7 separate regions of the Mus musculus genome follow, and regions 2, 3, 4, 5, 6 and 7 are each linked to region 1. A link is a contact called in public HiChIP or PLAC-seq and promoter capture Hi-C data. All regions are on one chromosome and are shown on one strand. The core of a region is the stretch at or near the end of the contact, and the rest is flanking DNA. Distances in the headings are between cores, read along the strand shown.

The links. Promoter capture Hi-C pulls out the DNA fragments that hold promoters and counts their contacts. HiChIP or PLAC-seq counts read pairs in DNA pulled down with a chosen protein or histone mark.
Region 2: a contact with region 1 is called in a promoter capture Hi-C map of the 3T3-L1 cell line, with 6 times the contacts expected there. The contact joins the enhancer-like site here to the promoter of Rpl37 in region 1. A contact is called at or near these places in 9 of 39 promoter capture datasets (the 3T3-L1 cell line, 3T3-L1-derived adipocytes, cranial neural crest and 4 more), 1 of 115 datasets of contacts at active chromatin or transcription factors (large pre-B cells) and 1 of 9 other capture datasets (adipose tissue).
Region 3: a promoter capture Hi-C map of hippocampal neurons shows a contact between it and region 1, with 3 times the contacts expected there. The contact joins the enhancer-like site here to the promoter of Rpl37 in region 1. A contact is called at or near these places in 9 of 39 promoter capture datasets (the 3T3-L1 cell line, 3T3-L1-derived adipocytes, the SN4741 cell line and 5 more) and 1 of 115 datasets of contacts at active chromatin or transcription factors (astrocytes).
Region 4: a contact with region 1 is called in a promoter capture Hi-C map of liver, with 4 times the contacts expected there. The contact joins the enhancer-like site here to the promoter of Rpl37 in region 1. A contact is called at or near these places in 10 of 39 promoter capture datasets (the 3T3-L1 cell line, HPC-7-derived erythroid cells, cranial neural crest and 6 more) and 8 of 115 datasets of contacts at active chromatin or transcription factors (craniofacial prominence, embryonic stem cells, epiblast stem cells and 4 more).
Region 5: a contact with region 1 is called in a promoter capture Hi-C map of liver, with 5 times the contacts expected there. The contact joins the enhancer-like site here to the promoter of Rpl37 in region 1. A contact is called at or near these places in 21 of 39 promoter capture datasets (the 3T3-L1 cell line, 3T3-L1-derived adipocytes, the C10 cell line and 14 more), 2 of 15 datasets of contacts at CTCF or cohesin (the NIH/3T3 cell line and large pre-B cells), 10 of 484 Hi-C or Micro-C datasets (B cells, adipose-derived mesenchymal stem cells, bone marrow-derived macrophages and 5 more), 13 of 115 datasets of contacts at active chromatin or transcription factors (the SCID.adh cell line, double positive thymocytes, embryonic hindbrain and 8 more) and 3 of 9 other capture datasets (adipose tissue, embryonic stem cells and liver).
Region 6: an H3K27ac HiChIP or PLAC-seq map of extraembryonic endoderm stem cells shows a contact between it and region 1, with 5 times the contacts expected there. The contact joins the enhancer-like site here to the promoter of Rpl37 in region 1. A contact is called at or near these places in 2 of 39 promoter capture datasets (cranial neural crest and maxillary cranial neural crest) and 7 of 115 datasets of contacts at active chromatin or transcription factors (the NIH/3T3 cell line, the SCID.adh cell line, differentiating embryonic stem cells and 4 more).
Region 7: an H3K27ac HiChIP or PLAC-seq map of SST interneurons shows a contact between it and region 1, with 6 times the contacts expected there. The contact joins the enhancer-like site here to the promoter of Rpl37 in region 1. A contact is called at or near these places in 6 of 39 promoter capture datasets (3T3-L1-derived adipocytes, the C10 cell line, cranial neural crest and 3 more), 13 of 115 datasets of contacts at active chromatin or transcription factors (CD8 T cells, the NIH/3T3 cell line, SST interneurons and 9 more) and 1 of 9 other capture datasets (embryonic stem cells).

What each region holds. Positions count from the first base shown.
Region 1 is chr15:5,114,722-5,118,749 of GRCm38.p6, reverse strand. Rpl37 (ribosomal protein L37) reads right to left here and starts at 2,137. Exons shown (of 4, transcript NM_026069.3): 1 at 2,066-2,137; 2 at 1,328-1,463; 3 at 1,047-1,131; 4 at 1-183. The coding sequence starts at 2,068. The coding sequence ends at 114. It overlaps Snord72 (small nucleolar RNA, C/D box 72), which reads right to left and starts at 329; the gene lies at 270-329. It also overlaps a transcript of Card6 not described here.
Region 2 is chr15:6,368,884-6,372,911 of GRCm38.p6, reverse strand. It overlaps a transcript of Dab2 not described here. Among named protein-coding and RNA genes, the nearest start is that of Dab2, 16 kb to the left of the region's middle. Within about 2 kb of position 2,366, at least 14 of the 459 cell types and tissues checked have an H3K27ac peak or open chromatin away from gene starts, as enhancers often do.
Region 3 is chr15:6,277,524-6,281,551 of GRCm38.p6, reverse strand. No RefSeq gene overlaps it. Among named protein-coding and RNA genes, the nearest start is that of Gm16311, 30 kb to the left of the region's middle. Within about 2 kb of position 2,176, at least 56 of the 459 cell types and tissues checked have an H3K27ac peak or open chromatin away from gene starts, as enhancers often do.
Region 4 is chr15:6,258,728-6,262,755 of GRCm38.p6, reverse strand. No RefSeq gene overlaps it. Among named protein-coding and RNA genes, the nearest start is that of Gm16311, 49 kb to the left of the region's middle. Within about 2 kb of position 2,230, at least 69 of the 459 cell types and tissues checked have an H3K27ac peak or open chromatin away from gene starts, as enhancers often do. A contact at or near this core is called in craniofacial prominence, hematopoietic stem and progenitor cells, liver and 1 more, where this site is marked.
Region 5 is chr15:6,223,519-6,227,546 of GRCm38.p6, reverse strand. No RefSeq gene overlaps it. Among named protein-coding and RNA genes, the nearest start is that of Gm23139, 74 kb to the right of the region's middle. Within about 2 kb of position 2,131, at least 3 of the 459 cell types and tissues checked have an H3K27ac peak or open chromatin away from gene starts, as enhancers often do. A contact at or near this core is called in liver, where this site is marked.
Region 6 is chr15:6,153,084-6,157,111 of GRCm38.p6, reverse strand. No RefSeq gene overlaps it. Among named protein-coding and RNA genes, the nearest start is that of Gm23139, 3.8 kb to the right of the region's middle. Within about 2 kb of position 2,246, at least 16 of the 459 cell types and tissues checked have an H3K27ac peak or open chromatin away from gene starts, as enhancers often do. A contact at or near this core is called in extraembryonic endoderm stem cells, where this site is marked.
Region 7 is chr15:4,099,398-4,103,425 of GRCm38.p6, reverse strand. Oxct1 (3-oxoacid CoA transferase 1) reads right to left here. Exons shown (of 17, transcript NM_024188.6): 12 at 2,227-2,299; 13 at 1,547-1,622. Among named protein-coding and RNA genes, the nearest start is that of BC037032, 74 kb to the right of the region's middle. Within about 2 kb of position 2,210, at least 19 of the 459 cell types and tissues checked have an H3K27ac peak or open chromatin away from gene starts, as enhancers often do. A contact at or near this core is called in SST interneurons, where this site is marked.

The DNA of each region.
Region 1 (4,028 bases), core at 888-3,387:
GCGTAGGATCCCAGAGCAATCATATAACCGAACTCTGAACCGATGTTAAAGTACCTTAGATCACCACAGAATTTTTGAAAGCAGAACATTTATTTTATGACTGATTGAAATCCTTAAGAAGAACTGGATGCTGCGACAGCTGCCCTCTTGGGTTTCGGCGTTGTTCCCTCACGGAATCCATGTCTGTGCCATGTTAAAGATAAGAAAAAAAGTTAAAGCAGCAATATCAAACATTGCCTCCAAATTGATCAAGCAGACCGTAATGAGCTTATCTCAGTTAAATGCTGAAATCATTATAGCAGTCATATGTTCAGACATTTATTTTTTAGGACATCATTGATAAGCTATTAGTTTACCCTAATCAAGACACCCACATTACATTAAAGTTAACTGTCTCAACAATTTTGGGCTCATTTTCCCTATTTCCACAAGAACTAAAGTATTTATGAAGCTATTCCTTAAGCTATAAAGGACAGGTCCTGGCACCTTTCCTTTAGTAACAGGAAACACTGACCAAGCTTAACAGGATCTTGAAGCTGCTCAACTCAGAAGTCTAAATGTTAAGTAGCACTCATTTCTACTCAATACTACATAGGAAGATGAGTGATTCTAAGCACATAAAGGTTAATCAGGCTCAAAACATGCCACTAGCCTATCAAACACTAGCAAGCCACTACACATCAAGTTCACAAAACTGGACTGAGTTTAAAACAGAGACAAACACAAAAGCACCTGTCAAAGCACAGACCCCACAGGAAAGTCTAAGAGGGGGGCTGGGGATTCTGTACTTTTAAGGAACATCAAGGCCTAGCCTCCAGTAAAAAGATACCCATCTATGTTATGACTGGCACCCAGAACAGCTTAGCAGACTTGAGCAAAGTCTGGAGGCAGATCCAAGTAAGCTGCCCCCCAGATCCCACTCATAGTCTTGACAAATGTGGGCGTCTCAGGCCCACACCAAACCCCAGTATCATTCCTACCCTTCAGTAAGAGTGCAAAGTTTCATCCTACCCTGGAGGACCAATGACATTTAGCCAAAACTGTACCTGAATCTGCGGTAGACAATCTTTAGGTGCCTCATCCGACCAGTCCCGGTAGTGTTTCGTCTCTTAGCCTTGGCACTCCAGTTATCTAATAAAAAAAATAGGATTCCAAATGGTTTTCCCAAGCACCCAGTGTCAGCCCATTTTCTCAGTAGTGTCATTACTATGTTTTAACCACTCAGCCAACAAACCAACCTCCAAAGTTGTTGCGTGCCAAATGTGTTTTCTATTACATCGCTACCTCAGGTCAAGGTAAAAGCCCGCCTGCGGATTACAGTACTTACACTTCCTCTTGCGCTTGGCAGGGTAGCCACACTTGCCACAAGTCGACTTCTGAAGGTGGTAGGCCTTGGAGCCACAGCGGCGGCACAGCGTGTGCGTCTTGTTGCGACGCTTACCAAAGGATGACGTTCCCTTCGTCTGCACATTAAAAGAAAAAGCAGGAAAAAAAACCCCACATATAAGCAACTCTGAAATCTGACTTCTCAATGTACTCTGGCATTTTCTTAGCAATGAGTATGGATGAGACGTAAACAAGATCCACACGGGACAAAACGGTGTAAAGATTTAAATCTTAGCACACAGGTAGGGTAGGTAGGAAGCACTACCGGCTATCCACACGACCATTATAATGCCTTACTCTGCGCGGACCTAAGCCTCCTTGGCTTTAGGCGTTAAGGACAACATTCTGCCCGTCTCTCAGTCGCGGTACTGCCCACCAAGCAGCCGGTTTCTCGGCGGCTGGGGACAGATGTCCCCAAGCCTGTCCTGATCACCCACCCGGGGCTGCAGTGCGTACGTCTCCTCCAAAGCCCAGAGAGACCCACAGCGGCGCTAGGACCGTGGGCCGGGCTCTGCACACAGCAGCCATCCTTCCAGTTCCTGCGGACCACAGCACGCCGTCTCCTCGCCCATCAGCTCCCCTCACTCGCAACCTTGTCACCGACGCGCCGGGCAACAGGCAGGACAGCCCGAGGAAGAAGGATGGAGAGAGATTTACAGAGCCCAGAAACCACACTCACCATCTTGCTTCTACCGGCGAGGCCAAAGAGACCGGAAGAGAAAGCACCCCCGCCACTTCCTGTGGATAAGCTTCCGCCCAGGAAACTACTTCCGGCGGGTCTTGGTGCAGCCCTATCAGGCCTCGGGTGCGGAGGTGTAGTCTCCCGGGCGAGAGAGCCAGGGAGCCGATTGGGCTGCAACACCGGTAGGGGGCGTGCCTGGCGCTGTGGCTCCGCCCTCCCCAGCGGCCCGCCTCCTGGTTGGAGAGGGTTTCTGGCGGTGTCGGGGCTGCTGCGGTGTTGGCAGTCCGTCTGGTTTCCGGTCCCGGGGCTCGAGGGGAGTCAGACACCCAGTGCGTGGCGGCGCCCCTGGCGGTTGTGCAGTGCTGGGACTGGGATCCCGATCCGGGAAAGCCAGCCTTCCCAGGTTCGTTTTGATGTGGCCGCTCGCTTGCCTGTATGGAGAGTTGGTGAGAGGATGGAGTCACGAAGTGTCTCGGCGAGGGTAGGAGCTTAGTTAGCTTCTGACTCGGGCCGACTCGATTTCACGCGGTGGTCATTCAGAGGCCAGTTGTTTGATCGCACTCAAGGAATCACACGCGGAACTTGTTAAATAACAGCTTCCAGCCAGCGCGCCGCCACCAGGAAATCTGACCCTTTTAGACTTGAGTACAGTTTGCAAGTCTGTACTGTATAAAACACTTTCCTAGATCATTTTGAAATAAGTAACCCTAGACATCCTTGATTAGCGCTAATGCAACTGTCTGTCCGCAATCCCAGTAGGAAACATGGAGAATATAGTACGAACATTGATGAATTGGGGAAAAGTCTCAGTCATACCATCTACATACTTTCTAAAACAAATGTGAGAATCGCTAGTCTATCACATTCAAAAATCTTAAGATAGTGGACAGCAGAACAAAGCAAACACCAAGGAAGCTTTTTGTTTTGTTTTGTTTTTTGTTAGCAAATCGTACCAATTTCTTCTAGGGGAGGGGAGTAGAAAGAAAAATGTATAATCCTTTCCACTCAGAAGTAGTAAACTGAAATCAGAGGAGGGAGGAGATAGGGCACACGGGAGAGAAAGCAAACAAGCATTCAAATGGTTGAACTGGACTATAAATAAGTCTTAGGAGACTGGGTGGCAAATTGCTATAAATTTAGTAGCATGAAGCAACACAGATTTAGTCAACGGGTGTAAACTTTCAGTTATGGGAAATAAATTCTAGGGTCCTCTTGCATTACTGTACCTACAGATAACAAAATTGTATCGCACACTTAAAATTGTATGGCCTCTGCCTCCCAAGTGCTGGGATTAAAGGCGAGCGCCACCACTGCCGGCCTCATTCACAGTTCTGCTGGGAAGCACAAGTGAGGCTTGGTTTGACTAAAATTGAAATGTAGTGCTGAGGTGTAGCTCTGCTCAGTCGCTGTTTAATTGCTGTCTTTCACCTTGCAGGCCAGTAATAACCTACCTTACGTTGTAGTACAGTTTTCTGTGTTCTTCTACTTTTAAGACCGCTTGTTACTACATTCACCCCACCTAGATAATTTCTCCATCTCAAGGTTAACTAACCTGAAACCTTAGTGCTCTCTGCCACCTCAGGATTTATCACGTCACTGGATGCTCTCGCTTGGAGTACTAAACAGCTCTTTTGGGATGGGGTCATGGAGTTGTGTCTACAGCATTGACTATGAAAAATGACATTAGTGAAGAAAGGGTAGGCTGGGCGTTAAACCACCAAGGAGCCCACCCTCAGAGGCAGGATGTCACTGACCTTATCCAAAGACGTGCCTACAGCTGAAGTTATCAGACAGTGAAATCATTTTTTCTCTCTAAAGTGAGTTTGTTCTTTGTGGTGTGCAGGAAATCCGCACATCGGTTTTTGTCCTGAAATTTATGCTCCAGAGCCTTGTAGGAAGCCCTTCAAGTTTCCAGGCTTCTACCCAACTGCTAGGTTTAGGTAGGTCCGCAGCGGCGGCG
Region 2 (4,028 bases), core at 1,117-3,616, 1.3 Mb before region 1:
TTTCATGGCCATCTGGTTCTTTTTAGCTGAGGAATGGCCAGCAATCACAACACTGCTGAACGAAACAGAGAGACATGGCCTTCCATCCCAACACAGAGAACAACATGAAGGAAGGGAGGGAAGGTTGTTTATAAAAAAGTAATACCGGATATAAATCAAGTGGAAAACTTGCCCTTTGAACTAGAAAACTTTTGCTGCTGACATATTCTTTTTGGAGAATTTATGCAATTCATTTTTATTGAATAGCTTCTGGGCTGCATTGTAATGTAAATCAGAACTCAGTAAAAGAAATAAAATAAAATGCATATTGAAAAAAATATTATGTTAACTAAGGAAGAAAAAAAATACTCATTACCTAACTAGGTGGGTCTTTTAAAAAAATACAATCTAAGATGCTAAAAAGAACACAAATACTGGGGAGGAAATAAAATGAAATCATTCATTCATTGCAAGGGAGATGAAAGTTCGATTTTTCTCATTTTGCAACCTACCATTATTTCTCTTTTCTAAAGACACTGGACTGTGGATTATCTGCTGTCTAGTACTGAACACCACACTGCCTATCCTATGGCAAAAGACAAACCTATAACCTCAATTCTTTAATGTCACATTAGCATTCTTCTGATTTTGCAAAATGCCCATTTTATATGTCATAGAAAAAAGAATTAAAGTCATGCATGATGAGGCATTGTATAAAAGAACCTGGTTTCCCTGGGGGAGATGGCTCCCAGGTAAAAGATTTGTTCTGCAAATGTAAAGACCTGAGTTTGAATCCCCAGAACCCATGTAAATGTTGGGAGGTTACTGTGGCCCTCTCGCTGTTCTGGCAGAGAGGAAGCAGAGATGGCATTACTGGAACAAAATGGATAGCTGGAGGAGTTAAATTGGTGAACTGTAGGTTCAAGTGAGAGACCTTGCCTCAGCCAATAGATGGGGAATGTCAGAAGAAGATACCCAACTGCATCCTCTGGCTTCCACATGCACACGCATGCACATACATGCACACACATGTGCAGTGGCACCCACGTACACTTGCAACCACACATACACATAAGTGTGACCACTGCACACACATGCACATGAAAAACCTTCTGTTCCAAAGCAGCTGATACTATCCATTTTCTGCTGTGCAAGTGAGAATTCCGTAACTTGGGGTTTTGCATTCAATGGACTCTTATAAGGTGACAGGGATTGAACCTAGTACTGCTCACATGTTAGTTTAGTGCTTTACCACGGAGCCACACCTCCAGTCTCTGTGTTAAAGGTTATACATTTTATGGTACTTTGTATAGTTCATGATTGCTGTTGTTGCTGGTGCTGCTGTTGTTATCCCAGAAAAGGTCTCACTACATAGGTATTTCTGTTTTGGAATTCACTATACAGACCAGACTAGCCTTGAAATCACAGGACTCTCCCTGCCCCTGCCTCCTGAGTGCTGGGATTATAGGCATATGCCACTACTCCTGGCGAGGTTCATGGTTTTAACTGGTACTCACACTGGAAATAAAAGCCCAGGTAGGGACAGGTGCTGGTATTTGTATTGGTTATATATTATGACTGTGGAGTTGGGTTAGATATACCCCAAAACATCTGGCAATGTGAAAATGAAGGAAGATTATAATCTGCTCAGTACTAATTTTAGATAATTTGTTCAAGTGTTTTAGCAAGTAGATAATGTGAACAGGTTAAAAAGAGTTCCTAATATGTTTATTGACAGTTGTGAGCCACCATGTGGTTGCTGGGAATTGATCTCAGGACCTTTGGAAGAGCAGTCAGCACTCTTAACCACCCTTTACTTGTAAGCAATACACAGACCAAATTACTGGACTATATGCCAGTGAATACAGATACCTAATTAAACCTGGGAAGTGTTCACCCAGAAAACACTGTCTCTTTTTAAGTACATATACACACATGGAACACTGATTAGATATTTTTATTTTTCTAATATCTGTATAATTCCTTATAATATTTCTCTGAACATAAATCCCAATTCTCTCAGCATTGACAGAATTTTGCCAAGAAGAAAACTACAATTTTTCTCAAAATTGTTCATTTGTTGTTCCATGCTACTATATAAAATTGATTTAATAAAGCAAGAAACAGTTAATTTCGGGGGATGCCATTTGGGAACTACTAAACACCAGCTTTGATTTACATACAAGAGTTTACTTTCCCTGTGGCTTTATGCCTTTGGGGGAGGTAGGCTAGGGCAGGGAAAGAAAGCCCCTATACAAGTCAGCAAGCAAGGCTGCTTGCTGTTCAAACTGTAAGCGCTAAGGATAGTTTGGAAGGTGACATTCTACAAAAATACTTCAATCGTTATGAGCAAGACTTGGAACAACATTTATACAACATTAATGCTGGGTAAGAGCAGAAGGCTTGGACATGTGAACAATGCCGCCTCTATTAGAAGCAAACCTAAAATGAGCTGGAAATCATAGCTGTTTTCATTTCCCAGAGAGAGGGGGGAAGGGAGGGAGGGAGGGAGGTAGGGAGGTAGGGAGGGAGGGAGGGAGGGAGGGAGGGAGGGAGGGAGGGAAAAAGAGAAGAGAAGAGAAGCAGGGAGAGGGAAGGGAGGGGGAAGAGTGGGAGAGAGAGAGAGAGAGAGAGAGAGAGAGAGAGAGAGAGAGAGAGAGAGAGAACTACTTAGCAAGCAAGAAACTGTGTGGATGTACATTGGAAATGTTGCATGCATGTGTGTGTGTTATGAGAGCATGGGTATGTTCATGCTGGATTCTAGCTAGGGAGAATTCTCTCTGCCTCTCTACAGTTTCTGCACCAGCTTGAAGCCAAATAATATTTAATCACTTCCATAAAAACTCCCAAATTATAAAAACATGCATGAAAAAGGCAGCAATAAGAAGAAACATGCCAGATATGTTATAGCTGACCACAAACGTCATTCACAAAACAAGCAAGTGGCTTCACTAGGAATTTTCCAAATACTTTTTTTTTTGGGGGGGGGGGGGTCGGGTGGGGGTGGAGTTAACTCCCACAGAGCTTCAAAATAAAAGAGTAATGACAGGTTAGCGTGTAGACCCATTCTATTGATTTATCCTCCAAATAAGGAGTGTTTCTTGAACTAAAATACTAGTCCAGAAAGACTGCCTCCGAGACAGCAGCATACATGGGAAGAGTAACTGAGCCTGGGGACCCTCACAGAAGAGAAACAGCTCTTTGGAAGAGACAGGCTCTGCACCCTCAACCTGGCCCAGCCAGCCCTGGCTTTGAAAAATGTTTCCACATCAGACTCCATAAACCTCTCTCCTCCCGTTTCAGTGTTTTTAGAGGATGACAGAGTTTGTCCAGCAGGAAATACTGGAAGCGTTTTTGTAAGATTTCCATTTCCCCATCACTGTCTGGAACAGTATTATTGGGACGACCATGCGTGGTTACTGAGTTCCTCTAAGAAGGCTTTGGGGCATTAAGTTGTCAATCAGTTTAGCTGGAGTTTCATTTGGAGAAAGTTGAAATGGGTGGAGGGTGATAAATTACGTAGTTTTGTTTTTAAAGTGATATAAATAGAGGCTGTTTACTAAGAAGGAAAGAAAAAGAAAAAGAAAAAAAAGGCATCCTCAAAGCCGCTGAAAAGTCTTCTCTTGAAATCTTAAAGTGCAGTGTCAGACTGGGGATATATCCCAGTGGTTCGATGCCTCCCTAGTATGTGTGATGCACTGCGTTTGATCCTTACAACCACAGGAAGCAAAAACAAAACAAAACAAACAAACGAATGAATGAAACAACACAAAGATAGAGAAAGGGAAATTCTAGGCTCTTCTAGCCAAGCCCTGCCCCCATCACATGGTCACGCGCTCACATTATTACGTCAGCAGAGTAGATGTATTGTTTCTTGCCCGAGAACTTTTTCACCTTAACTCTGAAGACTTTCAGCAAAGGGATTTTTTACTGTGTCGTTTAGGTTAAATAACTTTTCCATTGGCCTCTCACCCAAAGCAGACACATTATAGAATTCCAGCCTGTGCTAGCGAGCTCTGGGGTTTGACTGCATTGCTAAGGCTTAGAAA
Region 3 (4,028 bases), core at 927-3,426, 1.2 Mb before region 1:
AAATACAGTTCAGTTAGGGTTCAGGTTGTGATGTGTTTCCTATGAGTCCCTCATTTTCATATTGGGTACCAAAGACAATTCTTAAAACTAGAAATTTCACTTAGTTCCAAGAGTAGTTACACAACAGAAACTTGATTCAATTGGGGGCTGGGAAAAAGGAAGAAAAGTCATTGTGTAGAAGGGAAAGGTGGAGACAAGGAGAAGAGTCAAGAGGACCATGAGTTAAATAAAAATACATTGTATGAAAATCCCAAAAATTAATAAAAATACTTGTTTAAAAAGAGGTCCATTACTGTCCTTTCAAATATCAGTCGGTTATAAACTAATTACTAACCATAGCATAAAAATACAAGATCCCGAATTAATCATACTTGATTAATTTTAGATGATTATATAGACTGGCCAAGAAAATATTGTTTCTTTGAATGTATCAATCACATGAAAATTAAAACATATATATTTAAAATAGAAATTTCAGGTTCTAACTCCATATTATTCAAATTGGGACCTAGGAAAGAGTCAGAGAGTTAGTTCAGATGAGATCCATGTTTAAACAAATCTGTAGAATATGCTGCTAAATAATGAGTATTCAACACATGGGTTATCTAGGCATTCAAGAGGCTGAAGCAGGAGGACCACAAGTCCAAGGCCCACCTCCAAAACTGAGAGCAAATAGCAGCAGCAGCAACAGCAGCAGCAGCAATGATAACAATAGCAAAAGAAAGAAGGAAATAATTCATATATAAGATGTTCAGAGATAATATTAGGGAAATAATGGAACTTTTCACCTACAAATAGCAATATTAAAAGTTATTGTTTGACTTGTGTGGTATTTCTAAATACTTCATCCCCCCCCCCCCCCACACACACACACAAAGTCATGCTTATACAGGCACACACACACACACACACACACACACACACACACATGCACTCCTACACTTAAGATCAGATTACACCACCTACTTTAGACGGAAACTTTAAAAGTTCAAACATCTAGAAAACTCATCATGGAGGTTTTTGGTTAATTTATTGACTCTAAAGGCCCAATACTTTTTTTTTTTTAACTTAGATGTGCTCACGCCCACACATTCACACAGTTCCATGGCAGTGAAGAAGAAATCTTCACATTCCAAATACATCTCAGAGAAGCAGGATGGTTAAGAATTCTCAATATTTTCACATTACTTAGAGCACTGTAGGTAGGTTACCCTGGCCTCATTCCCAGACTTTAACAGTAGGGGCCTTGTGAAATGCTAAACGATGTGTAGAACAGTATTTAGGCTCTCTAAGAGCCAATCCGTCAAAACATTTGCTGCTTTGAAAATGTGTTCTAAAAAAGGGGGGGGGGCATATGGAACTTATTACTGTGCTTGGTGGAGTTCAGGCTGCAGCATCCAAAATAAGCACGGAACCTTTTGAGGACACCATCTTACCTAAAGATGACAGGGCCTCTGACACTGTCCTGCCCTGACCGAAGGGTATGGAAGACTCATGGGAAATGGCAGGCTTCTAAACATTTGGGGGTGGGGTGGGGGTGGGGATTGAAAGGTTAGACTAGCACAGCGCTAGGTAGAAACATTAAACAGAACAAAGAAATAAGATGAAAATGGAGTGTAGAAAGCGTTAAGGAGCGCACAGCTGGTATTTCTCCATCAGCAACTTCCAGCTTAGTCTTCAGACCATAATTAATTAAGATTTATGAACAAATAATTCAGTGACTTACTGCTATATATTTAGGTGGAAGTTATGATGTGTAGCTACATACTTTGGGAATTCGATGGGTGGAAGAGAAATTAAATTCTTTGAATACCAAGGAGAAAATATTTTCATGATGAAGAAAGCAGCCAGGAGCATCGTCATTCTCTTCACCACTTACTGCTTCTCTCCTCTTACCTCTAAGTTACCTGGTGTGAGAAGGTAGACACAGCAAACTTTGCCTGCCTTATTTAATTGAAGTATTGAAATATCAAAGGAAGCTGAATGGTGGAGTTTGGAAAGGTTTTATTTACTTTTCTTTGAACCACCATAGCATTTGCTGAACCCACTACTAAGAGAACACAAAGGAAATGCTATTATCAGTCCTTGCAAACCAGAGCCGAAGTCTGTGTTTGAAGCTGAAAAGCCTTAAGCTCCGTGCTGTGTTTTATTATGCATAACTGAAATTCTTCACAGTTACAAAAGTGTAAACTTCTCTTGATTACATCAATATGGACTTGGAACAAGGAGAGGTACAGGTCACTGTTGCTGGGAAGATGCTCTGTGGCCAAATTTACTTGTGCTTTGAAGGGATAAAAGTTAGTCTATGAAGTATGCACTCTTGCAACCCCTATAAAATCCCTGTAAACATACTACTTCTAACTTCTTTAGGACCTCCCCCTGAGTGCTTTCATTTGCCCCCTTGTAAAATCTCCCATGCTTGAAATCTCCTGATGGTTTCAGACACGTCATTTCTAGAGTGTTCGACAGTATGAAGTGCACTTCGCAGGCCACTCTGACGGTTTACGCTCTTGCAGTGATGCTGCTCGCTTCTGCTCCACACCTTAGTTTTCATGACTTCGTGATCTGTGTTTTGTGTTTTATGACTGCTTCCTTGGGGAACTATCCTGCCCCTAAAAAAAAAAAAATGACAGGAATGATCCACATAAGTCCATAAGAGAGGCTATAAAATAAACATTATACCATGTGTGGGGTAAAAAAAATAGAACTGCAAATAGCTGGTCTCACTTTCTGGCATTTACACACATGGCCATCTGTTTGAGGACTGTTTTAGTTGGCTATTATCCAGCATTTATGTAACTGGCCAAGTCGAAGGAAATGACATCACCAAATTTCCTGATGACTGTCACTGGAGCCACAAATTTTTGGGGAGAAACAAGTTGCTCAGTAAGAAGAGAGACTTCTTAAATGTCTCTTCTACTTTCACTTTTTCCGGGCATACAAGTGTTATAAAACATTTTTCCTCCTACCGATGTCTATTTTGTGCTAATGGCTCTCAACAATGTTTACTATTTGGTTTGGAGATTCTACCTTTTTATGCTGTAGGAGTATTAGGGAGAAAAATACGACTTTTGTTGAGTATAGACGTCTGATCGGGAGCTGAGGAGGTGGCTCAGTTGTTAAAGCACTTGCTGTGTGTGTGGGAGGCCGCACCTGAGTTCACATCTCAGAATCCTACAAAGGATAGATATGGGAACATGTGTCTATAATCCCACGATAGCTACTATGTGAGATGGTAGTTGGGGGCAGGGTGATCTCTGGAAATTTAGGGGTCACCGCAACTGTGTAGCAGCTGATCACAAGGAATCCTGTCTCAAACAAGGCTAACATCATAGGTTGTCTTCTGACTACCACACATGTCCCAGGCACGCATGCACTCGGAGATTTAAAAATGCAATATGATCAGAATGTAATGAAAAAGAAAGTCGAAGTGACAAACTTTTGTTGTTGTCTTAAAACTGCATCTAAAATAATTCGGCAAACATGTAATCAGCCTGTTACCCTGATTCAAGCCCAGTCTTGGAGGTGCGCCTGCAGAGAAGGACTGACTGAAGAGGGAACTTTGGGAATTACACTTGCTGATGACAGGGAGAGATCAGAACGAGGAAGTGCGAAGGTTTCAATAGCATAATTTACAGAGCCTCTTAGCTCTGAGGGTAATCTGTACCACTGGACCAAGGAATCCTTTTATATGATTCCAAAACTAAACCATCTCTGGGGAAGCCTAGCAGCTGCTTTTAAGGTTCACAGTTGTATGGGGAAAGAATTAGCTTTAGAAGACTTTAAGGATATCTGCTCCTCTAACTCTCTTGGGAATTCAGATCCGGCTGAATGCGCATCTAAGCAGGAATCCCTGCTCCCATGCTAAACATTTTGGAATTTTGAAATGCCTTCAGATGACTGTAGTTGATTTACTGTGTCCTACCATAACTGAGCGTAGAGGCTGCCTTAGCCTGAACCGGAACTCTTCCAAGCCAGGGTGACCTAATCATTTAAATACCTGCCTGTGTTTGTTCGTGATCACCTTT
Region 4 (4,028 bases), core at 981-3,480, 1.1 Mb before region 1:
TTGATTATTTCCTGTCTTCTACTCCTCTTGGGTGAATTTTCTTACTTTTGTTCTAGAGCTTTTAGGTGTGCTGACAAGCTGCTAGTATATGCTTGCTCCAGTTTCTTTGTGGAGGCACTCAGAGCCATGTGTTTTCCTCTTAGGACTGCTTTCATTGTGTCCCATAAGTTTGGGTATGTTGTGGCTTTATTTTCCTTAAACTCTAACAAGTCTTCAATTTCTTTCTTTATATCTTCCTTGATCAAGTTATCATTGAGTAGAGTGTTGTTTAGTTTCCACGTGTATGTGGGTTTCCTATTATTTATGTTGTTATTGAAGATCAGCCTTAGTCCGTGGTGATCTGATAGGGTGCATGGGATTATTTCAATATTTTTGTATCTGTTGAACCCTGTGAATTAAGTCAGTGTTCATTGGCTTTTTACCAAATTGTCTCATTTTAAGACACACAGATCCTTCTATCCTCGTTTCTAGTTTCTTTATGGATTCTGATAAACACTCTTATAAAAAACTCAGCCCCTGGAAAACAATTTCCATGCCGGATTGAATGACATAAGCTTTTACATTTTCCAAGTTATAACTTCAGGATGTAACATGCCTTAAAGTGACCTGGAGCTCTGTTCAGCAAATGCACCACAGTTTTGCAGCTCCTTCAACTTTGCTTTTTATAGGTGACTTTTGTCAGAGCATGCCTTTGAGTTATAATGCTGAATGCCATTTCTGACTTTCATGAACTGTTTCAAACTACTAGGCCACGGGCAATTGAGTCTACAGGAGTATACTAAGATGGTGTCCGAGAGAGCAAGAGACTGCAATTTTAAGAGTACATGGTTTTCTGCCACTGCTTCTTAAGGTATAGCAATAGCTATATTCCATCTCTGGGTGAAATAACAATACAGTCTGCAGCTCTCTCTCTCTCTCTCTCTCTCTCTCTCTCTCTCTCTCTCTCTCTCTCTCTCTCTGTCTGTCTCTCTGCGTGTGTATACACAGGTGTGTGTTAGAGAGAGAGAATATCTCATTGAGTATTAGTGATCTGAGTTAATTTTATATAATACTATGAATATTTTAAAAATCTGTAGCTGGTAAACACATAAAAGACACATCTTACTTTTAACTGTGTTTGTAGGTGTGTGTGCATCTCTTGGTGTTATGTGCATGTGTGTTTGCATCTTTGTGTGTATGTGTGTGTGTGTGTGTGTGTGTGTGTATGTGTTTGTATGTGTGTATGTGTATGGATGTGTCTACAGAGAGAAACAAATAGGCCTGTAAGTGTCTTGGGTTTGACAACCATCATTTAAAAGAATATAAACACACTCATATAGTTTATATGTACCTTTTTAAAGCTATGCAATAATATTTATATGTATATGCATGGTTTTAGAGATCCTGCTTGGTTGGGTGTATTTCCCCCTCTGACCACCATATAACTCTGTTTTGAATGTGAAGTAATGAGCTTAAAATATTAATTATAGACGCCAAGCTCCTCTGAGTCACACAGTGCCCTTCCTCCAGCCCATCCCACCCCATCTCGTCCTGCTGTTATTTTGGTGCATTTGGCAGAACCCATTTTCTTTAACGAAACAGACATTTCCTTTCCCAGATATGAGTCCAAGTTCCAGACTTAAAAAAAATCAAAAACCTAACAATTGATGCTTACTTTATCAAAGCTGTTCTTTCTAGCTATAAATCGCACATGTATTATTATTTGCTAGAGGGTTAAGTGTCCGTTCTTTCATCAGAAATTCTGATTTCTAAGGTACAGGGATGTCCACTCAGTAAAGCAATTTATAAACTTGTGCTCCTGAGAATTTTACCCACCCCTCCTCCTCTACTTTCCTCTTGGCAGGAGAAGGACCTTTGTCTTACTAATACAAAACTAGAAAGAACTTTATACCTGAGACTTAAACATTAAACAAAAGTATATCCATTTAAAATATTTGTCCGGATGGTAAACAAGAGGGGTTAGCTCAGCCTTGGAATCAGTTGGGGTGGACTTCCTGAGGGCAGAGTGGACAGAACCTGCCTGTTTTGTTCTTCCAAGGCAGAGGTTTGATCTGGAAACAGTAAAAAGCTTTCTTTACCCCCAAGTCTAAGGAATGAGAAGAGGGTTAAAAAACCAAGCAGGAACAGAGAGCAGCTTCAGAGGCTGTGTGTGCCTTCTTGCTTATGCTGCAGTTTAAAGGATTACTTCCATGTTGGTCACATGGTCTCAAGTGTTCTCTCTCCCTTGCTACAAATTCATTCCTTCAAAAGCCAGAAGTGACTGAGTAATTGCAGATGTACAGTGACTACCAGACTGTTCTTTGTCACCACTTTCCTGTTTCAGTTGGGAGGAAGTGGCTGAGTGAGCTTGAGACTCGAGGGTGGGGAACAGATCTATTACAATGACCCTGTTAGCCCCAGCCTAGTTTTGCCTTAGTGAAGGGGTGATGAAAACACTTTAAACAGTTGCCAACATCCCAGGAGAAAATATTTGACATCTCACCTATATCAACAAGCAAGAGTTAAAGGTTAAATCACACACAAGTCAAGTGCTGGGAAAAGGATATGTTTATGTCATCAACTTTCTTTGTTCTACCAGGGTCTTGTGTCAACAAGGAGACACATTCCCCATTCCTGGCTGGAATCACCGAGACAATAGAGATTGATGACAGACACTTTGGGCAGGAGCCTCAAGCCAATCCCCTTCTAAGCCTTTGTCCTTTGCCTCTGGTTGGGGGGCACCCTCACCATTCATCAACAGCTCCGAACAGCCATCTGTTTAGGGTGGATGACCTTCCTGTGTCTTTACCAGGATTCTTGCGATTCTGAGCACCAAGCTCAGGGTGGAAGCAGGAAAAGCAAGGAAGAGGAAGATACTGGGATTTATACTTTTCCTGTATTGATCTCAGCTCCAACACTTTATCATCCAGATGCAGTGCTTGGCATGGCTGGTGTTCACATGCAATAGGTTCAGTGAGAGAGGGGGATCTTCTGGGGACAGCTCAACCTCTGAGTCAAGATAACTTTAAGTCAAACTTTGTGAGGAAATGAAAATATTTCCAAAGGAAAAAAACACAGAGTTGTCACTATGGAGACAATAGGTAAGGAAGGGAGGAGTAGTGCAGCAAGCATAGTAGTGTAGTCCTGTCAGTCTAGCACGCACGGAGTCCAGGCAGTAGAATCATGAGTTCAAAGACCAGCCTGGAGGCTACAGAAGTGGCTCAGTTGGTAAAGTGCCCCATGAAAGCACAGCAACCAATGTAAACTTGGATCCCCAGCACCCAGATGAAAAGCCATCCATGCTGTAATTCCATTGGTTGGGGACAGAGGCAGGTGACTCTATGAAGCTGACTGTAGGCAAATCATTGAGTTCGGTGAGAGGCCATAACTTAAAAAGTAGGTGGAGGGGGCTGGAGAGATGGCTCAGCGGTTAAGAGCACCGACTGTTCTTCTAGAGGTCCTGAGTTCAAATCCCAGCAACCACATGATGGCTCACAACCATCTGTAATGGGGTCTAATGCCCTCTTCTGGTGTATCAGAAGAGCAACGGTGTACTCATAAAAAAAGATAATTATAGTAATAAAAGAAAGTAGGTGGAGAACAACTGAGGGAGACAGTCAACTTTGTCCTCTAACACACACACAAACACACACACACACACACACACACACACACACACACACACACACGTAACTCAGACATACATGCACATCCACATGCAGGCATGCGCATACCCATGCGGTTGCCCGTCCAGTGCATGGAATATAGATGGCCTTTGTAGCATAGGATACAATAATGTCAGCCTCATTGACAGTAGAGATCAGATATAGCCAAAAGCATTTCACAGTGTAACATTTTCTTTCTCTCAAAAACACATGTTATTTTATCTGTATGGGTGTTTTGCCTGAATGTAGCCCTTCATGCCGTGGGTGTGCTTGGTGCCTATGCAGGCCAAGAGAGGTCACTGGATCCTCTGGAACTAGATTTACAGAGGGTTGTGAGCCACCCTGTGGGTTGTGGGGATTGATTGTGGGTCTTCTCTGGGTCCA
Region 5 (4,028 bases), core at 882-3,381, 1.1 Mb before region 1:
GACATCCCAGCAAGGAGAATCTATCCTCTTTCCAGACCTCCGGACAGAAGGTCTGCCCATAGATGGCTGACGAGGAGGCATAGGGAGGGGGAGCAAAAGCTAATTCGCCTTCCTCCTCCGCCTCAGCTCTTTTATTTTGTCCTTTCTGTCCACCTGATAACACTGTGTCTCCTTTCTTTTTCCTTTTTCTTTTTAAGCCCTTTTCCTCTTCTGACATACTTTCTTGTTGCTCTGTAAGGATTTTCTGACCTGTCTTGACTGCCTCTACACACAGTTTCAAACAGTAACAGAGTCCATATATCAGAACAAACAAGACCAAAACTATCAGACCTACCCACAAAGGGTCAATGGGAGAAAAAAGCATAACTACACAGCGAGGATCTATTGATCACTACACTGAGGTTATCATAGTTCCTTAACTTGTCCCCAAACCAGGAACCTTAACTTGTCCCAAAACCAGGAACCTTAACTTGTCCCAAAGCCTGCTTCCTGGCAACTTTATATTCGCCTCTATTTTATCCGAGGTCCTTCCCAAACTCCTGGGTTACTTTGTGCCTACTTCTTGGCAACTTTATGCTCACCTCTATTTTATCCGAGGTCCTTCCCAAACTCCTGGGGTCGCAAGTTTCACTCACCGCGAACTTACCCTGCCGGCAACCACTGATTGCTGAAAGTTCTGAACTCGGTGGGGGAGTCAGTTCCCCGTACGGGCCACCAATTGTCGCGCCTGCTCTCGACCAGCAAGAACGATGCGACCACCAGTCCTTCTAACAGCAGTTTATTCAGTCTTCATCTTTCTTCTTTCTCTTCATCAGTACCGTTCCCCAGCTGAAGAGTTCTGAATCCACGCCGGATCCTTCTCAACAGTCTGTTTTACGGGAACCTTTATCAACCCCTTCTTCCCCGTTATGCAGTTCTGAATCCTCCCTGTAGCAGGGGGTCTTCGCTCTTGCCTGAAGATGTTTCTTTTCCCGTGTCCTGGGTCCCAGGTCCCGGGTTTCAGCACCACTTCTTGCGCGCGCTCAACAGGCCAGGAAGAACGACGCTGCTACAGGATCCTTCTGCACACATTTATTCAGTCCTGTTTCTTCTTTCTCCATATATCTCCCTTGTTTATATATCTCCCTTGTTTTTATATCTCCCTTGTTTTTATATCTCCCCCGAACCCTGGGCCTCTCACTCTTTTATACTCTCAGTTCCCATCCACGCACAGCAGGCCACGCCACCTCACCAGGCACGCAGCTTCAGCTAATCAGGGCAGCAGGGGCATATCTCCATCAAAATGGATTCACCAGTATCCTGGTACACCTGCGCAGCTCTCAAGATGTTTGTGGTTTATATGAGGAAGTCAGGTGCAAGTCATATGACTTAGCTACAGTCCCTGGCGCCTTTGGGACTGCCGCCACACCCGCTCCCCACACAGACTGATTTGGGGGAAATGATTTGCACTGAATTTGGGAGAAGAGTTTGAATTTTCTAGAACCTGTCACTCTAGTCACATGGTTCTTCCAGTTTTCTGGAAGCCTCTGGGATAAATCACAAGAATAAGAGCATTGCCATGGTGGTATATCTGCAGATTCTTTTGTGATCCCTGTTTTATTTGCAACAAAAATGACTTTTTAAAAAATATTTCACTTATTTTGTGTCTTTGTCTATAGGGGGTGGTTCTAGCTTGTGATGCTATGCATTTAAAGGACAGTGGGTTCTCCCATGTAGGTTCCAGGGATCAAACTTCATTCCAAAAGCTTGTTAGCAGACACCCTTACACGGAGGAAACTCACCCGCCCCAGGAGCATCTTCTAACGGCATAACTTCCCAAGCTGCACTCTGAAGGGGGAAAACCTACCCAGGAGATATTTATGGGATTTCTTTTATGGGAATGCTCAACTACCAAAAAAGTTTTGGGGAAGACTAGCTAAAGAAGGCTAAATAGAATGTAAGTTACACACATTCATTGTGTATTTTCTATGACAACCTATGTTGTGAGTCTTCAGTAGGGAAACCAGGCATATTGAATTTTCTAAATTGACTTCACCACAGAATTTGGTTCACAGACACAGACCTCAAGTTGAACTGAACGTGATTTGGAAATCCCATTGTACTTTGGACAGATTTTATTTGATTTTCATATGACCTACTTAGCTTTGTTTTACACATAAAGCAAATGAAGGTTTCACATTAGAACAGGACATCCTCATGGGTTACAGAGGGACAGAAATTAAGACTGAACTGAAATTAAGCCCTTCTCCTGTTCCCAATTTTACTTTTCATTCCACTGTACTATAATGCTATCTGGATTATTTCACTGGGCTTGTTGTATGTCCTTTCTCTATGTGCCCATTTGTAACAGTGTGGCTGATGTAGTGATTGTAAAGAAAGGATACTTATTTCTCATTGTCCTGAGGGTTGGGAAGGTCAGTAATAATGGGATAACAGCCTTTCTATCATATAACATGGAGGATGTCCCATGGCATAGGAACATCACAGAGCATGAAGACATGGGCGAGAGACAGCCCACTTTTAGAGCAGTGCCCCTCCACCAGTGACTTACCCACCACAGGATAATGACAATAGTCCACTTACCAGGGTGCAGTTCTCAGGAGAGTCCCATTTCCAGTCAGAATGGTCAGAGTTGGAGTTAAACTTCAGCAGGAATTTTGTAGGGATGTTCAAACCACAATACCATATCAAATCACCACAAACTGGATTGCTTAAGCAAAGAAAACAACAACAAAATTATTTTCTCAGGCTCTGAGATAATTTTTTTCCCTCTTTCCTTGCTTCTGGAAGTTCTTGTTTTCTCTCTCTCTCTCTCTCTCTCTCTCTCTCTCTCTCTCTCTCTCTCTCTCTCTCTCCCAGTCTGTTTCTCTGTCTTTGTCTCTGTCTCTCTCTTTCTCCTATTTCCTTCTTTCTTTCTGTCTTGATAGGGACTTAACCTAGGATAAATACTATTCTACTGCTAAGTTCCACTTTTTAGCCACATTTTTCTTTCTTTTTTAAAATTAGATATTTTCTTCATTTACATTTCAAATGCTATACCCAAAGCCCCCTGTACCCTCTCCCCACCCTGCTCCCCAACCTACTCACTCCCGCTTCTTCAACCTGGCATTCCCCTGTACTGGGGCATATAATCTTCGCAAGACTAAGGGCCTCTCCTCCCATTGATGGCCTTCTAGGCCATCCTCTGCTACATATGCAACTAGAGACACAAACTCTGAGGGGTATTAGTTAGTTTATATTGTTGTTCCACCTATAGGCTTGCAGACCCCTTAAGCTCCTTGGGTACTTTCTCTAGCTTCTCCATTGGGGGCCCTGTGATCCATCCTATAGATGACTGTGAGCATCCACTTCTGTATTTGCCAGGCACTGGCATAGCCTCACACGAGACAGCTATATCAGGGTCCTTTCAGCAAAATCTTGCTGACATATGCAAATTATTTTGATGCAATCCTAACTTAATTGTTCAAGGTTATAAAGATTTTTGATATTGGTCAGATAGTAGTTAAATAAAACATAAACTATTTCTAAGCATTCTAGGTTGATGGTACAGTCATGGTAACAGTTACCTTTATTAGGTGTTTTCTGTGTGCTATTTAGACTTTTATGTTTTGTGCTTTCTCAACTTTATTAAAATGTTTCTCATAGTGGTCTTGTGAAGGAAATATTTTAATATTCTCAGTTTATTACTAGAGATGATGTCACATAACACACACGATAAAACACGAACTTAAATCTGAACTATCTTGGTGACAGCTGATTCAGAATGAAGAGCCACATCTCTGCTCTGCCTTAGCATATCTACAGGATCTGTCTGCAGGATGTACAGCTGGAAAATCCAACAATCACAGGTTAGGACTGCACAAGGGCTGACCCTTCCATTGGGCTCTGCCATAGAAAGTGTTCACATCCATTGTTCCAACTGTGTCTAGGAAGTACTTTGGTAGTATTTTTGGTAGAAGAAACCAACATATGATTATATAAGTGCCTGTGATCAAGGAGAGGACAAATAGTTCTTTTATTAAACCCCT
Region 6 (4,028 bases), core at 997-3,496, 1.0 Mb before region 1:
AGTGTAACAGCAACAACAACAACAACAACAACAAGAAGTATGAAAACTGGGCCAACTTGATTCTTCAACAAATTAGCATTTCTACAACAATGAACATCAATGACAGTGAAAGAGAAAACGTTTTAGAGAACTCAAAAGATCAATCAGAAAAATGTTCAACAAAATATAAAATACACAAGATTCTAAGGAAGTTCATGGAGAGTGCAGCACATAGCTGAAAAAAACTAAAGGACTATGATAGGATAAGAAAAGAAACAAGAGATAGGGATACTAAAAAATTAAAATATGAAGAATTCAATCATCAATGAGGAAATCTCAGAAAAAAGACTTATTAATAAATTGGGTCAAGCATTGGGCAGCATGTCAGGGTAATGATGAGAGATAAAGGAGAACTTTGGGGAAATGATAAATATAAAATAGTAACACATACAAACAAAGAATTATGGGAAATAAATAAAGACAAATATATAAATTATAGACATAGATAAATAAGAAACACATTCTAAAGTTATTAAAATTATGCAATAAAATCAGAAAATTCTCGAATCAAGCCAAAGTAATGACTATCTAGACACTGGAAATATTTATAATGCTAAATAGACAAGATCAGAAATATTTCCTTATGTTATATTTTAGTTAAAATATTGTATGTGTAGAAAAGAGAAAGAGTCTTAAAAGCCACAGGTGAGAAATGCCAAGTCATATACAAAGGAAAGCCCATCTCAACAGCAGATTTTTATATAAAAACTCTAAGAACAATCAGGGTATGTAACTGTTCATTTTAAGCTCTGAGAAACAATGACTCTCCACCCAAAACTTTCAACTCCTTCATAAATGAAAGAGAATAAAATCTTTCAATTTTGATTAATATTAGCAAGTCAGTATTACAGAAGATATACAAAAGAATCGTATACTGAAAAAATTACATATCCTTGAGATTACAGGAACTAATAAACTGGATTAGAACAATAGATAAGCAAATGAAAATTAGGAAAGTACCAGTAAAAAAACAGGAACTAATAAATACCATTAAATAATAACTGAATACTGTCTCCAGTCTCAATAAAAATGAAAGTCCGAAGAATGGATTAAACATCAGGAACACAGCATTTCCTGTCCGAAAATAATGAACCTCACTGTCAAAGACAAACATAATCTAAGAGTTAAAGGGGAGGAAAAGGACTTGTAATCAAGCAAACAGAAATAGGAAGCAAACAGATCCAGCTACATAGCTATCTGACAAAGGAGACTTCAACACTAGTCTGAAGAGACCAAAGTCATTACATACTAGGAGAACAATGAGTTATGAGGATACTGCATTTTGACTATATACTATAAAACAAATGCTACTGGATATAAAGGCACAGATTAACTGTAATAAAGAAATAATGGATGGCTTCATTAGCCCAGGAACAGAAGGACACACACACACACACACACACACACACACACACACACACACACACACACGAACATAAAGTAAATCTTAGCAATCAGAAGAAAATTGAAAACAGTCGTATGTTCTCTGTGATTAGAATGGAATAAAAGTAGAAACAGAATCCTTCTCAACAATAATTTTGGGAAAGTTGAAGGTCCATGTAAGCTAAAACTAGATCCCTGCCTTTCACTTGGCACAAAAATATGTTAAAAATGGATCCGGCACCTTATAGGGAGACCTGAAATTCTGAACCTGTTAGCAGACCACACTGGAGAAGCATCTCAAGGTATAAGCAGTGGAGAGGGTTTATGGAAAGGATTCCAGTTGCTCGAGGTGAAGGAACATCTATATGTTGACAAATGTGACTGCATGAAATTACAAAGTTTTTGCTCAGCAAATGAGAACAAAGCTCGACTCAATAGAAAGGTGCATAAAAAACATCACCTGATAATGTTTAGCAATGTTACTCCTTAGTAAGCAGTCAAGCAGCTAAACAATAACTCCTTAATGCATTTAAAGCAAGAAGTAGAATAGTTCGATTCAGAAATCTTTTTTTTTTTTTTGCCAAGAAATCTGTGTGGCCCGCTCCCATGCCAACTTGTATAAAGCTTACTCGTATTTCACGAAAAAAATGCTTTCAAAGTTGCTTGTGCGTGGAGATCACACAGTATCTGGCAATACTCCTGGTAACTTGAGTGGTTGGATCTGCGAGTCAGCACACCACGCGGAAGGGACCACACTGACAGCCGTGACCTCAGCAAGGAGGTAAAACTAGGGAGAAATTGCAATGTTGACAAGCGAAGCAGCAGTATCAGTAAATTGCTGGGATTCCTTTGCAGAACACAAACATCTCTGTAATGTATTGTCTGGTAATGATTAAGAATGCTGCAGTTGGACTTTTCAGTGTGCCTTAGAAACTTAGAGAGAGAGAGAAGGAAAGTTGGGTATGAAAAAAACCCCACCTGAATTGACATGAATGTTTTAAAATATTTTCCTGTATTTTAAAACTGATCATATAAGAGGTTTATACTTACCCTGACCTTTTAAAGATGGCTGTGTCTTCTGAGGAATGTCTTTCCTGGTCCTTAGGCTGGTGAGGCCTAGGGTAGTCATCCTATTCATTATCTCTTGGTTCTCAACCTTTGGTGTAGCCCGGAAGGCACATGTAGAAAGGTGCCAGAACTCATGGATGTTAGATACTGTTGACACTCAAAGCTTGATCCAATTGCTTCTTTAGTCCCTTTCCTTGTGGATTTTGATGCTAGGCTGCCTTCTAAGTATTGATTATAGTGTTTTCTGCCATGTGTGGCTTTTATCATGGGTTCTGGGGATCAAACTTAAGGCCTCGTGCTTGCACAGCAAGCGATTTACCAACTGAGCTGTCAGGTCAGCCCCTCTTTTGTTTTCAATTAATTGGGGTCAATTTTTGTATCTCTCTTAAGATGAACAGTCTGAATAAAACTACCCATCACAGCTATGATAGGAGCTCAGTGTGTTCTTTTTTTAATTTTTTTTAATTAGGTATTTATTTCATTTACATTTCCATTGCTATCCCAAAAGTCCCCCACACCCTCCCCCACCCACTCCCCCACCCACCCACTCCTGCTTCTTGGCCCTGGCGTTTCCCCTGTACTGAGGCATATAAAGTTTGCGTGTCCAATGGGCCTCTCTTTCCAGTGATGGCCTACTAGGCCATCTTCTGATACATATGCAGCTAGAGACACGAGCTCCAGGGGGTACTGGTTAGTTCATAATGTTGTTCCACCTATAGGGTTGCAGATCCCCCCAGCTCCTTGGGTACTTTCTCTAGCTCCTCCATTGGGGGCCCTGTGTTCCATCCCATAGCTGACTGTGAGCATCCACTTCTGTGTTTGCTAGGTCCCTGCATAGTCTCACACGAGACAGCTATATCAGGGTCCTTTCAGCAAAATCTTGCTAGTGTATGCAATGGTGTCAGCGTTTGGAGGCTGATTATGGAATGGATCCCTGGGTATGGCAGTCTCTAGATGGTCCATCCTTTCGTCTCAGCTTCAAACTTTGTCTCTGTAACTCCTTCCATGGGTGTTTTGTTCCTAATTCTAAGAAGGGGCAAAGTGTCCACACTTTGGTCTTTGTTATTCTTGAGTTTCATGTGTTTCGCAAATTGTATCTAAGTAAGTATTGTGATTCAAACTAATTACATATGTTAATTATTTAATAAGTGTTGTTGATTCACACATTTTTCAGAGGGAAAAGACATTTTGAGGTAAACAGAACCTTGTATTTCTTGAAGGGTAAAAGTTGGAAACCCACAAACCCTTTTTACAGTTCTTACAATTTTAGGTTACTAGGTCAGTAATTAATGACCTTTCTTTGGAAGGATCAGACAGATTTTTAGGTTTTGTGAGACAGTCAGTATCTATCACGACTAATTGTGTCTGCCTTTGTAGCATGAAAATAGCCATAGGCAATATATAAATAAATAGGTTTGTCTGTGTACTAATACAAATTTTCTTTGGGGAGAGAGGTGCTGGGGATTGAGCCCAGGGCCTTGCAGGTGCCAGGTAAATGTTCTACCACTCACATAAATCTCCATGTTTGCAACTACTGA
Region 7 (4,028 bases), core at 961-3,460, 1.0 Mb after region 1:
TGCAGGTAGAATACATTCTGTGGCAAGAGAAGCCACAGTCTTCAAGAATTGTTACGACAGATGGTCCCATGGTATTTTCCCATACGATTTAATGATGAATGACCGGGTGACAATTATTTAATGTGTTCCATTTCCTGACCTAGTCACAGACTGGAATCACTCAGATTCCTATACACCACGCCAACGCCAGGCTATGTCAGAGGTTAATCAAACTTAAAAAAGCTTGGCTGGAAGCAAAATTGGCCTCAGTTTTTAAGATTATTTTTATTTACGTGAATGTCCATATGCATGCATGCCACATGTGTGTCTGTGTAGACCAGAAGAGGGTGACAGATCCCCTGGAGCTGGAGTTACAATTGGTTCTGATCCACCTTACCTGGGTGCTGGGAACCCAACTCAGGTCCTCTGGAAGAGCAGCAAGTGCTCTTAACCATAGAGCCATCTCTCCAAGCCAAGCCTCAATACTTTTTAACCTTTGAGATGACTCCAATTTGCATTGAGATCCAGCGCTTTAATCACTATTAGATTTTAATATTTCGGGTAATAGTAGATCAACAAGGCCAATGTAACACAATTTATAACATAGCTATCAATTATGTAAATCTAGCATGTTCAAAAATTTCTTTGAAATAAAAGTAAGAAATTTCAAAATAAATTATCATAGAGCACCAATATTAGTTACTTAACAGAAGTTCTTATAGCTAGTGCTACAGATCAACACATAGGAAATCTGAAACTTGCACACGCACACACACACACACACACACAAACCTGAGCCAGCAGCCACAGTGTGCTCACCCCAGGAACACATATCCACTGTATTCTCCATGTAATCTCACTGTAACAGCCTTTTCATGCCCAAAATCAAAGGAAAGAAATTCTGTAAGCCTTTTTCCAAAGCTAATGCGGACACCTCCTCCTTCCTTGATCTGCACCATTAAATGAAAACCTGCTGCCTTCTGCAAGCGTACTTTACCACCACAGGTTTTAAATTCCCTAGGGGAAGACAATGTGACTATTGAGTCATACAACCGATCAAGAAAGGATGCCTAATCACTGTAAATAAGAAAACAAGGATTAAACTACAATCAACGAAATTTCAAAGAAGCGATCCTTGTTCTTTCCAACTCTAAAACTTGCTTGTAATAAATGTTTGTCAGTTCTAATATTCATGAGGTGATAACCAATCCATTTTCTCAATCTTCTGTTTCTCTAAGGAAAAGACTGTGACATTTCTGGTCATTAGTCCCAAAGACACAGTAAACACTGAGCACTTCTCGGGACTGCTAAATTAAATTTAGGCAAAGTATGGTGGCTCATATTTGTGGTCCCAGCACTGAGGAAGCTGAAGCCAAGCTATGAATTCAGGGCCAGCTTGGACTACAAATTAAGAACTTGTCTCATCAAAATTGATTCTATCAAGAAACGAATGTATTTCTTCATTTTTGATGATTATATTGCACACGTACAGCAATTTGAGGGTCCTCCTTAATGTTATGAAAGTATTCTGACCCAATGTAATTCAGAAGGAAGAATGTCTACTTACAGGTATCATCCAGTTGGCCAGGTCACCATACTTAGAAACCTGCATGGCTCCTAACATTGTTAGATTGACATGTCCCCTAGGAAAGAAACAAGAAGTATAGAGCAAACCTCACAAGGTTTATATCTCCTTGGCTTTTAAAGCATCAGCAGTTACAATAATATTATGGCCTGAAATGCATCTGGTTCCCGCTCCCTACAATTGATTTCTAAATAGATCAGCTCTAAGCTGGTACAAAGAAATAACCATTAAGGGTTCTTTAAAAAAAAAAAAAATTATAGCCTATATCGTCTCCAGGAACAAACTAAACACAGGTGTGCACAGTGAAGTTTGTTTCCTTTAGTGAGAGAGTATAACTTGTTTGGAAGACAAACAGTGGCTGCAACATGAGCCCACGGTTTGAAGAAACTGTTGGGGATACCTTTTAATGCCATTTTAATCAACTTGGCACAAAGATGCAAACTCTATGCAGGGAGGTCTTTTCAAAGTAGTCAGGTGTATATTTCCGTGCCCCGACCTCAGTGGGAGTCATTTTACAGCTTTTCTGTGGCTGAACAAACCCTGGTCGTTTTAATGGGACTGTGGGCAATGGGACTGTGCCTCAGAGTCTTGCTCACGGGCACAGGGGGATGCGTCAGCCCACTCCACCCCGTGTGGATTCAAGGAGCTCCGTTATTACATACCCTCTAATCATGGCGAATGACTCATCGCTGGAGAAGAAAGAGGCTCCTGGGAGAACAGTAACTGTTTCCTTTCCTAAAGGCACACACAAGAGAAAGAAGGGAGGCAGGGAAGGTAACTATTAGATCTCTGAGATTATGACGATGGACAGAGAGGTCTGTGATGTGTCTGCTTCTGAAAGACTCTACGGTGCAACCAAAACGCATTTGCTTGTGAGGTAGCCACTGGCCGCCCTGAGGAGAGGTGTATTTTGTCACGGACACTGTTTGGCTTTGTCCCTGAAAAGTGACAAGAATCAGCACTTATGGGATTCCTGCTTGAAAATTCTCTACAGGCAAAGTTCCCTCCAGGACCTGTAGGGTGCCCTTCAGCATTCGGGCTGTAGACACTGACAGCCTGCAGTTAATGACTAAAGCCTGCTGAGATCTAACACGCAACACAGTGGCTATGGGCACCCGCACCACACTGCACATTTGAAACAGTTTCTGAAAAGAGACCTCAGATGGCAGCTGTGGGGGGATGAGCAGTCATTAACTTGATCATGTCAATCAGTCATTTCACAACGTAGACACGCATCAAGTCAACCCATCAAACGTGAAACATTGGATATATGCTGACTTTAACTTGCCAACTGTGTTGGCTAGCTCTGTGTCAACTTGGCACAAGCTAGAATCACTGGGAAGGAGGAAGCCTTAATTGAGAAAACGCCTCCATGAGATCGGGCTGTACACAAGCCTCTAGGTGATAGATGGGGAGGGCCCAGTCCTTTGTGGGTGGTGTCATCCGTGAGCTGGTGATGCTGAGCAAACCGTGGGAAACAAGGAAGCTGTCCCCCTCCATGGCCTCTGCCTCAGCTCCTGCCTCCAGGTTCCTGGCCTGCTCCAGTTCCTGTCCTGACTTCATTTGATGATGAATAGTGACAGAGAAGTAGAAGTCAAATAAACCCTTTCCTCCCCAAGTGGTGTTGGTCATGGTGTTTTATCACAGCAATAGTAACCCCAACTAAGACACCAATTATACCTTAATAATTCTGGCGAGAAAATCTAAAATAAAAGTATGTGAACAATATAGAAAGGACCTCCCTAACCCTCATTATCATTCACCCTGACCTTCCCTTGTTACATTCCAGCACAGAACAGCGTCCATCTTTTCCTCTAGCTCCTATAAGCTTCTTTCCAATCACCTACTTCCATGAAATCAAAGAATACCTCGGAACACATTAATACTATTTCCTAAAGACTTTCTTGAAAAGACTTCTAAAAAATTACACATTGGTATAAAAGTTCAGGGCTTGGGGAAGAAACTTTTCGCCTTTGGCTGGGTGTGGCAGCAAATGCCTACAATCCCAGAACTCAGCAGGCTGAGGCAGAAGGATCACCAAAGTCTATATAGCAAATTCTAGGCTAGCTAGAATTACAGACTGAGACCCTTAATCATCCAGTTGGCACACTAGCTACACTACCAGTGCCTTGGTGAGACCCAAGCTGCCCGTCTTGTGTGGTCTACTTTCTCTCTGCTCCAGGGCTTCAGAACATCATATGGTCGCCACTGGAAAAGTGCTTAAATACCATGTGACCGAAGTAAGTTCGCTGTCTCAGAACACTCCATCCTTCCCTCCGATGAAGTAAGGTAGCTAAGGACAGGAAGAAAAGCTACCACTGAGGTCAGAGGATACAGGAAAAGCTCACAGATGCATCAGGGCCAGAAGAGGTCTGGCCATCCCCGGTTGTGCACCACAGCCACACTGCCTACCTCTCAAGGACTGCTGAAAGCTAATGCTTTCGTTGATATCCCGCACTTCAGC